Regions from separate parts of the Gossypium hirsutum genome. Here all the other regions are linked to region 3. Evidence: chromatin contacts called from public Hi-C data. All regions are on one chromosome and are shown on one strand. The core of a region is the stretch at or near the end of the contact, and the rest is flanking DNA. Distances in the headings are between cores, read along the strand shown.

The links. A called contact is a pair of places that touch in the nucleus more often than the background predicts.
Region 1: a Hi-C map of leaf shows a contact between it and region 3, with 2.5 times the contacts expected there. The contact joins the promoter of LOC107922067 here to the enhancer-like site in region 3. A contact is called at or near these places in 2 of 34 Hi-C or Micro-C datasets (both in leaf).
Region 2: a contact with region 3 is called in a Hi-C map of leaf, with 2.6 times the contacts expected there. The contact joins the promoter of LOC107917076 here to the enhancer-like site in region 3. A contact is called at or near these places in 2 of 34 Hi-C or Micro-C datasets (both in leaf).
Region 4: a contact with region 3 is called in a Hi-C map of leaf, with 3 times the contacts expected there. The contact joins two enhancer-like sites. A contact is called at or near these places in 16 of 34 Hi-C or Micro-C datasets (anther, hypocotyl, leaf and 1 more).

Annotation. Positions count from the first base shown.
Region 1 is chrD01:17,971,982-17,974,681 of Gossypium_hirsutum_v2.1, forward strand. It overlaps LOC107922067 (probable methyltransferase At1g29790), which reads right to left and starts at 1,336. Exons shown (of 1, transcript XM_016851899.2): 1 at 1-1,336. The coding sequence starts at 1,118.
Region 2 is chrD01:17,545,472-17,548,171 of Gossypium_hirsutum_v2.1, forward strand. LOC107917076 (cytokinin riboside 5'-monophosphate phosphoribohydrolase LOG1) reads right to left here and starts at 1,363. Exons shown (of 7, transcript XM_016846461.2): 1 at 819-1,363; 2 at 465-562; 3 at 347-377; 4 at 162-261; 5 at 17-87. The coding sequence starts at 932.
Region 3 is chrD01:17,763,473-17,766,172 of Gossypium_hirsutum_v2.1, forward strand. No RefSeq gene overlaps it. Among protein-coding and RNA genes, the nearest start is that of LOC121213893, 9.0 kb to the right of the region's middle. Within about 2 kb of position 1,384, at least 7 of the 9 cell types and tissues checked have an H3K27ac peak or open chromatin away from gene starts, as enhancers often do. A contact at or near this core is called in hypocotyl and leaf, where this site is marked.
Region 4 is chrD01:17,630,353-17,633,052 of Gossypium_hirsutum_v2.1, forward strand. No RefSeq gene overlaps it. Among protein-coding and RNA genes, the nearest start is that of LOC121214099, 15 kb to the right of the region's middle. Within about 2 kb of position 1,414, at least 9 of the 9 cell types and tissues checked have an H3K27ac peak or open chromatin away from gene starts, as enhancers often do. A contact at or near this core is called in hypocotyl and leaf, where this site is marked.

The DNA.
Region 1 (2,700 bases), core at 86-2,585, 210 kb after region 3:
TCATCATCAGAACAATAAAAATTATCTAACCAAAATAAGCCACCTGCCCTTAATATACGATCTAAATCAAACATCAAGAACTCCAATTTTTCTGGCTTACCTTCAACATCTAACCCACTTGTGGCATGAACCAAATCAAACACATTATCATAAAAAGGGAACCTATGGTCCAAGCTCAAGAACAAGGGGAAAAGGCCTCTTGCAGCAATGAATTCACTATGTGGTGCATCAACATTCAAGGTGTTAGTAATCACAGTCACATTCCTCTCAGCCATTCTAGCAGCAAAATTCCCAGAACCACCTCCAATATCAAATCCAATTCTAATCCCACCACTCCCCAGAGCTAACACATCATCCATAACAAAATCATTCTTGCTTCTAGCCTTGACATATTTTTGAGTCTCATATCCGTTAGTCAAATTAAAGCAACCAACACAATCCCTACTCAATTTTTTACTATTCAAACAGTTGAAATTCTTGCAACCAAGACCACTCCAAGTAACGATCTTATCACTAACAGGTTTCCATAGAGAAACAGGTAAAGAAGTAAGACCTGGCTTAGGAACAGTCTTGGCAAAGCACCTCCTTCTCGGCAAAGGCTCACATCCCTTCAAGATTAGCTTTTGCGCAAGACTCCAGTCATCAGGACAAGGTCCAGAAACCTTGTAACTCATGTACTGGGACAACAAATCAGCAGATTTCTCACAAGAATGTCCCACAGAAGCCACCATCTCAGTGATCCCAGTTCTGGAATCCTTCCCCAAAGGAAGCTGATGATGTTGCAAAAACAACTTGAGCTCAGTAGCAAGATTGGGTCTTGAAAGATCAAGTGTGTCATAACCAAGGAGCTCTTTTTCCATTTGAGCAAGCTTCCTCTGAGAAGAATCGATCTCTTTTATAATCAAAGAGACATGTTGAGAGATCAGAGAGATGTTTCTGTGAGGATGGTGAAATGGGTTGTCTAAGTGTTGTTTTGGTGAAAACGTGAAGGCATATAAAGCAAAGAGATTGGTTGTAATAACTGAGAAAAGCATGAGAATGTTAACAGCTGAAGAACAAAGGGTTGCTCTCTTGAATCTAGCTGTTCCATCTCCAGTTTTCAGTGAAACCGAACCCATATCTTGCCTTTGCTTTTCTTTTCCTACCTCTTTGCTTCTATGCTAGAGAGTGAAGCCTAAAGCAAGAGTTGGGAAATAAATAAAAATGGGGTTTTTTAATCTTTTTGCGACTTAGATTTGTGAACTGGAAACAAGTTGAGATTAAAAAAAAAAAAAGACCATCTTTTTTATTACCACCTGTGCAAGGAAATTATGGATTTAAGACACTAACTCTGTGGAAAGCGAGTCTGTCGGTTGGCTTGGGTTTATTATAAAGATCAAATCTATAAAGTAAGCTATATCAACGGCTCCTAATTAGTTAGTATAAGAAATTGATAATATAGAGGTAATTTTTATCCGTACACGTGGCAGCATCAAGACAAAGAAAACATACCAGTAAAGCTACATAAAAATCTAATGGGCAATGGGCATCCTCGGTAGAGCTGGCAAACGGACCGATTTAGATGGGTTTATTTAGGACTAGAGTAGTTGGGATTTGGGTTTGGATAGAGCTAGGGGGGCTTTTACGGATTTAGATAATTTTAAATTTTTATAAATTTTAAATATTTAAATTTTAAATATAACAATTTATTCTACTTTTATATAATCACAACATAATTTAATTCTTATGAAAAATATAATTATATATATTTAATAAATTTATTTTATATAAAATAATTAAAGTGATTATTAAATGTAAAATTTATTATTTTATGATATTATATGAATTGACAAAAATATCTTTTATTGTTCATTATTATATTATCGACAATTGAATAGCCTTTTATCTTTTTTGTTAAATTTAAGCTAACACTCATATTTTAAAATATTTATTCCAAATCTCAAATATATTATATTAAACCCAAATTCAAATAATAAACTCTAAACTAATTATAGCCTAAATCTCAAGTCCAAAATAAAAAGAAATTAAATTCAATACCTAAACACAATTTAAAAAATAATATATTGTAATAATATTTTATGTGGTGGTAGTTATAATTATAAACTATACAAAATTACATATAACTATTGGTACTATATCTTTTATTATAATCTATAATATAATAATACTTATAAAATATATCATTTTATTATATAATACTATATCACATACTATAATAGTAGAGTAGTACACAATATATGAATTATTATCATATATTATTGTTTATCATACTGATAGAAATATGTTCTAAGTTTCTATACTTTTCCTACATTCGAAAGTTAACCAGCCTACTATATTGTATAATGTTATATCATATCATATAGTTTATAATATATTAATAGTTTATATATGCATCAATGATTAAAATTATAATATTATGTAATATTATATCTTTTATCATAATCTATAATATAATAGTTATATATAATAGTAGTACATTATTATTAAATATTATTGTTCATTATTATAATAGTTGAAATATGCTCTAAACCCCTATATTTTTCATACATTTAAAAGTTAGTCTTTCTACTATTTTATATAATGCTATATCATATCATATATTAATAATTTATATACATACATCGATGATTAAACATTATAATATCATATAATATTATACCTTTTATTATAATCTATAGTATAATAATAGTTACATATATA
Region 2 (2,700 bases), core at 113-2,612, 220 kb before region 3:
GGAAAAAGTAGCTTACAGGTTTGTCATGGATTCCTAGCTGAGCCCAAGTGATCACTTCCAGCAGTTCTTCCAAGGTTCCATAACCACCTGGGAGTTGAAATAAAATCAAATTTTGGTAATTAAAAACAAAATTGGGATTTTACAAAAACAAACTAACAAACCTGGTAAGGCAATAAAGGCATCAGCTTGACGAGCCATTTCAGCTTTACGTTGGTGCATTCCTGATACAGCTCTTACTTCTCCCACGGTCTCGCCTGTTAGCTGAAATTAAACAATCCAAATTTTTATAAAGAAGGGTTTTTGATAATCAACTGGAGACCCAAGTTCAATTAGTGTTGATTTTTACCTCTCTTGGCATCAGTGTCTTGGGAATTACCCTACAGGGAATTGAAAGAAAAGGGTTAAAATTATAGTCCCTGGCCTGCAACTGAAACTTCAAACTGTAGAATAACAGTACAATTTACCCCAACACGTGACGGCCGCCATCAAAGACTGCTTGAGAGACGAGCCCCATCAAGCCAATGCTTCCTCCACCATAAACCAAGTCAATGTCCCTTTCAACCTGCACGTTTTATTTTATCCATTATTAAACTTTACGTCTTTAATTCTCTGCAATTACTCCTTTACATACAGTAAACCGCACTATTTTATTCGTTTCAGCTTTTCCACATTAATTTCCTCCTCTATTCCAAACCATCACGGAGCAAATCAGACGATGACTTTACAACTCATCAGCCGTTGATACATATAATCAAAACTCAAACTGCAAAACAAGTTTTCTCAAAGTAATAAGAGAAGAACCCAGAATTTATATGTACCAGTTGTTGGCCAAGTTGAATAGCAGCAAGCTGGTAGCTAGGATTCTTGCCAGGACTGCTACCACAGAAGACGCATACACGCTTGAATCTTGAATTGTGGCGATGATTTTCCATAATAGGAAAGGCTTCAAATAGTAATTCTGGTTCCTGTTTGCTCAGTGCAACAAGAGTCAGCAGCAAACTGTTGAGAAATCAAAGGCCAAAAGTACAGGGAGGAATGAAAGAAAATGGTGTGATGGTTTGCCATTTTATATATGAAATCACACTGAATTCCCCCCATTGCCCCACAATCCAACACATCACCTCCCTACGTCCCTGTCAAACTCTTCTCATTTCAAACACTGTGCAGGCTCGGTTGAGCTATCATTTTATTCTCTTTGTAATTTTATCCCTCCCCTTTCCCTTGTTTTGTGGATTCAACTACGCCTCAATTCACGATAGTTTCTCACTGATTTAAATTAAAATGGCTCACTCGCACACTTATCTAAGATGATCAACTCCAACAACCAATAAACACTAGCTTATACTCCCCAAATCTATTTACTCCTTCATTCCCACTCCATATCATATATATATATATACGCTATCATTTTGCATGATGATCTATTCAATGTTTTTAATTTAGGCAATAATATATCAAACTTAGAAAAAATAAATTATATTCTTTTATCTTTTTCTGTTACACTGTAATCCCCATCGTAGTTTTTTTTTTTTAAAAAAAAAAAGAGAAGATTTCATATTTTCTAATAAATAAGTTACTAGATACCAATTTAAGTGGAAAAATTATCAAATCAGCCCTAATTAAGAAAATACAATTATTTTTATCTTATTAAATTCAAAAAAGATATAACCAACAAATTTATTATGTAAAAAAAACAGCATTCACATACCCATTATTATTTATGTAGTTTCTCATCATTATAAAAAGTCCATTTGCTTTTTTTTATTTTTAATAAAGGGAAATACTGCCATTTATATATGATACATTATTTTCTTAAAGGCAAATTTTTTAGTGTGATAAATTTTAATATAAATTAATTGAATTTTAAAAAAAACGTTGTAACAAATTATATAGAGAGAAAATAATTTGACAAGCTTTTAATTAAAATGATTGGATAAGACAAATGGAAGAGATTAGTCTTAATTGGAAATATAGTGTTTTAGAATAAAATATTGACGTGACAACACTTTTATATAGGAATATGAAAGACAAAAAAGAGATTAAACAAAATCAGAGATTGCTCCACCACACTTTTTCTCGTTTAAAAAAAAAAATCAAAATCTTTAGCCGAGGATCTTGGCTTAAAACAACATGGTAATCAAACATTATCTTAGAATAAACAGTTTGAATTTTGGAATTTGGTCTCCTTTGTTTCTGTGGGGTTGAATTAACCTTTGGAAATGAAAAAAAGAAAAACAATTGGTGCAGTGGGACAATAATTAATTGTTCAATAATTTCTGAGAGAGAGAAGTTTGTCCTTTGATAGTAAATGTCCCACAAGCTGGAGATTATATATAATCTGCCCATGTTAATTATGTAAGAAAAAACTAAATGTTTGACAATGAAAACAGGCTGCCTGCAAACTAAGAAAAATTGCAAATTGATGATGAAGGTGGGAGGGAGATCTTGGAAATTGGAGAAAAAGAAATTATTAGATTTCATCTTTTTAAAAAAAGGAACAAGTCGAATTGTGGACACGTGATACCATGAATTCTAGTCTGTCCCACTTGGACAACTATATGATCAGAGAGGCCGAAAGCTATTGAGGAAGTGTACGTGCACATGTATTAACTCCTGGAAAAAAATTTACCTAAAACAACTCTAAAATAGGGATTTACAACACTTGGGTATCCATAAGGTTGGAAAGAGATGGATTAAATA
Region 3 (2,700 bases), core at 134-2,633:
AATGAGTAAAATAGAATGAAGTGCATAGTTAAATGACTATTGTTGTTGTTTGCCCCAAATATAATTATACACATAATTTAAATTAAACCGGATGAAATTGCGATTAAGAAAAGATTGAGTGGACCGAATAGAATTACAAAAACCGAAAAAAATTGGCTAGGTCTAATTGTAAACTTCTAGTGTTATATGTACATATTTTATGTTGGTAGGAAAAAATGTTAAGATGAAAAATGGAAAGCAAAATATACCAATTGGGGTTGGCTTTAGCCCGTCTCTTCCCCATAACTTCTATTCTTCTGCTTCGGTTAAAATGTACTCTAGGTTCCTATACTTTTCAAAATTTTAGATTCCAATCCATCTATTTTTTAGATTTTAAAATAAAGATTCAACTTGCAATTTTCAAAAATCTAAAAGAAACACTTAGTTAAATCGTGTTGAATTGTGGAGGTAAGGTTACACTGATTTGTTCCAAAGAAGCCGTTAACCAGGCTGTCAAAATGCATTACTTCAATTGGTGAATATCCTTGGGTCAAAACAAAATTCTTACAGTTATATTTTAATTACTTAATAAAATTTTAATATATATTTATTAAAATAATTATAATCTACCTACCAATGAAAACAACTAATTGATAACAAAAACATTGAGAGAATACATTTATTTTATTTTCCTTACAGTTAAAAATAAAATATTTCATAATTAGATTCTTCAAAAAATTTAAATTTGCTATTTTTTAAAAGAACACAATAAAAATGACTATGTCAAGTCAAATAATGGTCATGATTCCTCTTCTATATTTTATCTTGACTCGCATCTCCAAATAGTTGACATCTTATGTATTCTGAGATGAATTTTTTTCTCATATTTTACAAAAATGTTATATACTGAATAGTTAAGCAAGAATTAGTGGGTGAAGCAGCAAGCGTAGGCAGGCTAGTGAGTGACACTATCAGGCTTCTTTATACCCATAGCCAGGTTTTGGGCCTAGCTTTAAGGACATAGGCTTTTGGACCCATACATTTGCTTCACTAAAAATATGAAAGAACTTACAACTTTAAACAATGTTGGCTAAACTATATAATTAGTTACCAAATTATTAGCAAAAACATTCTATTTTGTCACTAACATTCTTTTTAAAATTGGTATAATACCACATTTAGTCCTCAACATTTAAATATTTTATCAATTTAGTTCTAATTCTAAATAATTCAACAAATTTAACCTTCTATATTGATAAATTTAATCAATTTAGTCCTAAAACTTTTTTCACCAATCAATTTTTATTTTGACCACTAAATTCTTCTTTTCTTCTGATTCAGCCACCAGCCGCCCGGCCTTGTGTCGACCACCAACCGCCCCTCTCTCATAGCCTTGCTTTGCGCCTCCATCAAACTCTCCACAACACCTACTACCCCATGCCTTTTACCACCATCAGCCTTAAGCCATTGCTCCAACCACCAAGCACACACTACCCAACACAAAACTCAACACCCACAGTTGCGTCCACTACCACTCCTCAAAGCTCTATTGTTCTCCCAACTCCAGGCCGCAAGCAAGCCTTCAGGCAAGCCGCACCATTACACTGATCAACGCTCCTACATTAACATTTCCACCACGTCCAACCAAAGCTCCTTCCAGCTACACAAGGATGTTTATAGTACCACTAGAAAACACTGTAAAATAAAACAAAATGGCCTAGTTATAATAATTCCTAACCGTTTCTATTTTAATTTCCTTTTTTTCTTAAAAATTGGTGTACTTTGGGGGCATCATTAGGAGAAGAAATAGAAGAGAATAAAGGGATACAGCAGAGAAATCAAAATAGAAGAGAATAAAGGAATAGAACAGAGAATTTGATCTTTCTGGGTTTTCCTTTTGGGTGATGAGAATCAAAGGAGAAGAAGAATGAACAACTGCGATCGAGATAGGGAAAGCGATTGTGATGCGAACTAGATGGCGGAAGAAGAGGCGGCTGATGCAGCGGCGCCACTGAAAAAGGATAACAATGGTGATGCGAGAACAACAATAAGAAACAGTGGCTGTCAGGGGTGAACGAGTAGTTAGTTGTCGTGGTGGCTGGGGAAGCGATAGTTAGAGAGAAGAAGAATTTGTAAACATGGACAGTTGAATTTGTTGAATAATTTAATTAAGAATAAATTGGTAAAATGTGTAGTGTTGAGGATTAAATGTGTAATTATATCAATTAAAAAATTTATTAATTTAAAAGACATTAATTAATATTTTTATAATTTGATAATCAAAATTGAAATACATTAATAGTTGAGTGGGTAATTGTATAATAATTGGAATTAAAATCAGCAATCCATGATAAATTTAACCTCTATTTGATTTCTAAAAGTATTTTCTATTTTTTTTAAAAATTGTTTTCAATTTTTTGAAAATAAAAAAAATATTATTGAAAACATATTTGGTACGAAATAAAATAAAATCTTTATATTTATATAAATTCGAACCGCGATACTAAATTTAATATTTGTAAAATTATAGAAGAAAAAGAATATTTTTATATTTATACGAGTTTGAACCAGATTCAATTCATTTAAAGTTAAAACCTTATTTTCATCATTTTTAATTTTACAAAACATTTTTAACGAAAACAATGAGTTTTTTTTCTTCTAATTTTCATTTTTTAAAATTTTCAACTTTTCATTTTCCATAAAAACAAAAATGAAAATGAC
Region 4 (2,700 bases), core at 164-2,663, 130 kb before region 3:
AGGTTTATATTAAATGAAAGCATGTCTGCTTTAAACTTTAAATCGTGGCGCAAATAACAATAATCACATAAATATAAATTGTCTCCGTAGACCCTCCCAATTATATTAAAATTTGCTAAAGACAGAGATACAGATTTGTTTAAGACCAATTGAAAAATATGCTTGTCTAAAGCTTTCAAAATTTACAAATTTTCGGCAACGGAGAAGACTGTAATTCTCATTCTGATGGGGATCGAAATATCAAAAAAGTGAGATTCAAGGAAGGACTCGATGGAGAGGTTGTTGTTATGGCTGTGGATCCAAATCCAACTTTAACACTGTCTTGGAAGGACAAGCTTTTGGGGGGAGGAACAGTTAACTCCGAGATGGATTGTAATACTCCTTGCGTTGGAAGGGATAGTGATCTTGAATTGTTGGAAGGAGATGTGCGAACGACTATTGTCAATGGGATCCCAGCTATCACTTTCTCAAACCGTGTTAAAGAAATCATGTTTAAGGAGATGGAATTAACAATTGTTCTCAAACTATTAGGGCGACGTATTGGTTACAATGCTCTCCACAACTAAATAATCAGCCTATGGAAACTTGTAAAATCTTTTCATCTCATGGACATAGAAAACGGGTATTATTTGGTCCGGTTTCAGAATAAGAATGTTTATAATCATGTCTTGACTCAAGGACCATGGATCATTTATGGGTAGTATCTTATCGTTCAACCTTGAACTAAGGATTTCAGTCCATTGTAGCCATATCCCAGTATGGTGATGGCTTGGATCCGGTTACCAGGGCTCTAGGGCTTTATGTCCAAATGGAAAATTGTGGAGGCTATCGGGGGGCTGGTCAGAAAAGTAGTTAAGTTGGATTTCTAGACTGATAACTGAACTAGAGTTCGATTCGCTCGATTGGCTGTGTTTATCAACCTCGAGAAGCCACTGGTGTCTCAAGTTATGGTTGATGGCGCCGTTCAATGGGTGGAATATGAGGCTATTCCAATAGCTTGTTTCTATTGTGGTAAGTACGAGCATGTAAAGGATTTATGCTCGTCGGTGGTTGTGGATCCGAATTTGGAATGTTCTGTTGATGTGGTGGTTGCAAACTTAGGCGGAGCAATTAGAGGAGTTGTAGAGAAGAGAGGGTCAGAGTATGGATCGTGGATGTTGGTTGAGAGGAGATCGCAGCGTGGGCAACGGATCACACAGGCTAATGATACGGCGAAATCTCAAAAGAAACCATTAGGATCTAGGTTTACGACGTTAAATATGGTGGGGGAGATGAGCGTTGAGTTTGCTGCTACTACTGAAGAAATTCCGATGGAAAATGTTAGGCAAAATGATTGTGGGGGTTTAGGTGGTAACAATATTAGGGTTAAGAAGGGTCTAAAGAGGATTTGGGTTTCATCATTGGTGCAGGCTGAAAGAATAGTGTAGACTTTGGGTATTTCATAAGGCCTGCTAATGACGCTGGTTCGGGTGCTAGGGGTGTTGCTTCCTTGGGCCGAATGACTTTTGGGTTCTCCATGGGGCCTGTTAAGGCCAAAAATTTTGTTGTTAATGAGAAAAAAAATTGTTAGTGGGTTAAGAATTGTCTAAAGGGGATTTGGGTTTCATCTTTGGTGCAGGCTGAGAGAATTGTTAGTGGGCCAAAACTTTGGGTGATTTGGAGGATATTTCTATGATGGCTGTTGGGTTTGGACAAGTTAATAAAGAGCTCATTAATAATGATAATTACAATTCTAACTCTAAATTATTTGTTGGACATGTAGGTTTGGCACAACATATTTCAACTGATGAGGGTGTGGAAATTGAAGGTGTTGATTAAGGCGTTTTAGACACAGGGGTTCAAGTGAACAATAGTTCTAAAAATTTTGGGGGTGTTAAGGCACACTACAACCCCACCTTTGAAGAATCTGAAGGAACTTTAGTCTTTATTTCTGATGGAGTCTTGGACCTCGGAAAGCATTCAACGGTAAGTTTTAATGAAATTTCGCATAAAAAATAGGTATCTCGGTTAACCTTCCTCAGGAGAGTTTGAGTGCGGGTATTTCTATTTCTAAAGAAAGAAAGAGTGATGGTAAAGACATTAGCGACTGAAGTAGCCGAAAGGTTTCTAATGTGTTGCGAGGTTGAGGGAGTCAGTTTAAATCTTCCGAGAACTCGCGTATTCTCTTAGTAGAATTTATGAAGGTGATGGCATAATTTCTTTCATCCCAGGCTCCCAGTAAAGAAGAAAATAATGCTCAGGAAGTCGCAAATTTGACCGTGGATGGGGATACTGTTTATTGGTAGTAATGGTATGATCACTAAATTTTGTAATTATTTTATGAATTTTACAATTTTTTCTTGAAATTGTCAAGGCTGCGCTAGTGTTAAATTTTCTCGTATTTTTCGGGAATACAACTTTGAATATAAACTTGATATTAGTTTGCTTGAGCGAAGAGTAAGTGAAACCAAAGCAGATAATATTATTACAAATTTAGCTTTTCTGTATTCTTATCCTATGGAGGCGATAGGTTATTCGGGGGGTATTTGGATTGGTTGGAAGGATTCTATCCGTGTTAAGGTGGTTCGCAGTCATTCTCAATTTATTTTGACTCGAGTTTGGCCTATGTCTTTTTCAATACTGATCTTTATTTATTTTGTGTATGGAAGCCAGAATCAGTAGAAACGCAAGGACTTGCGGGAAGGTTTGAGATTTCCAGTT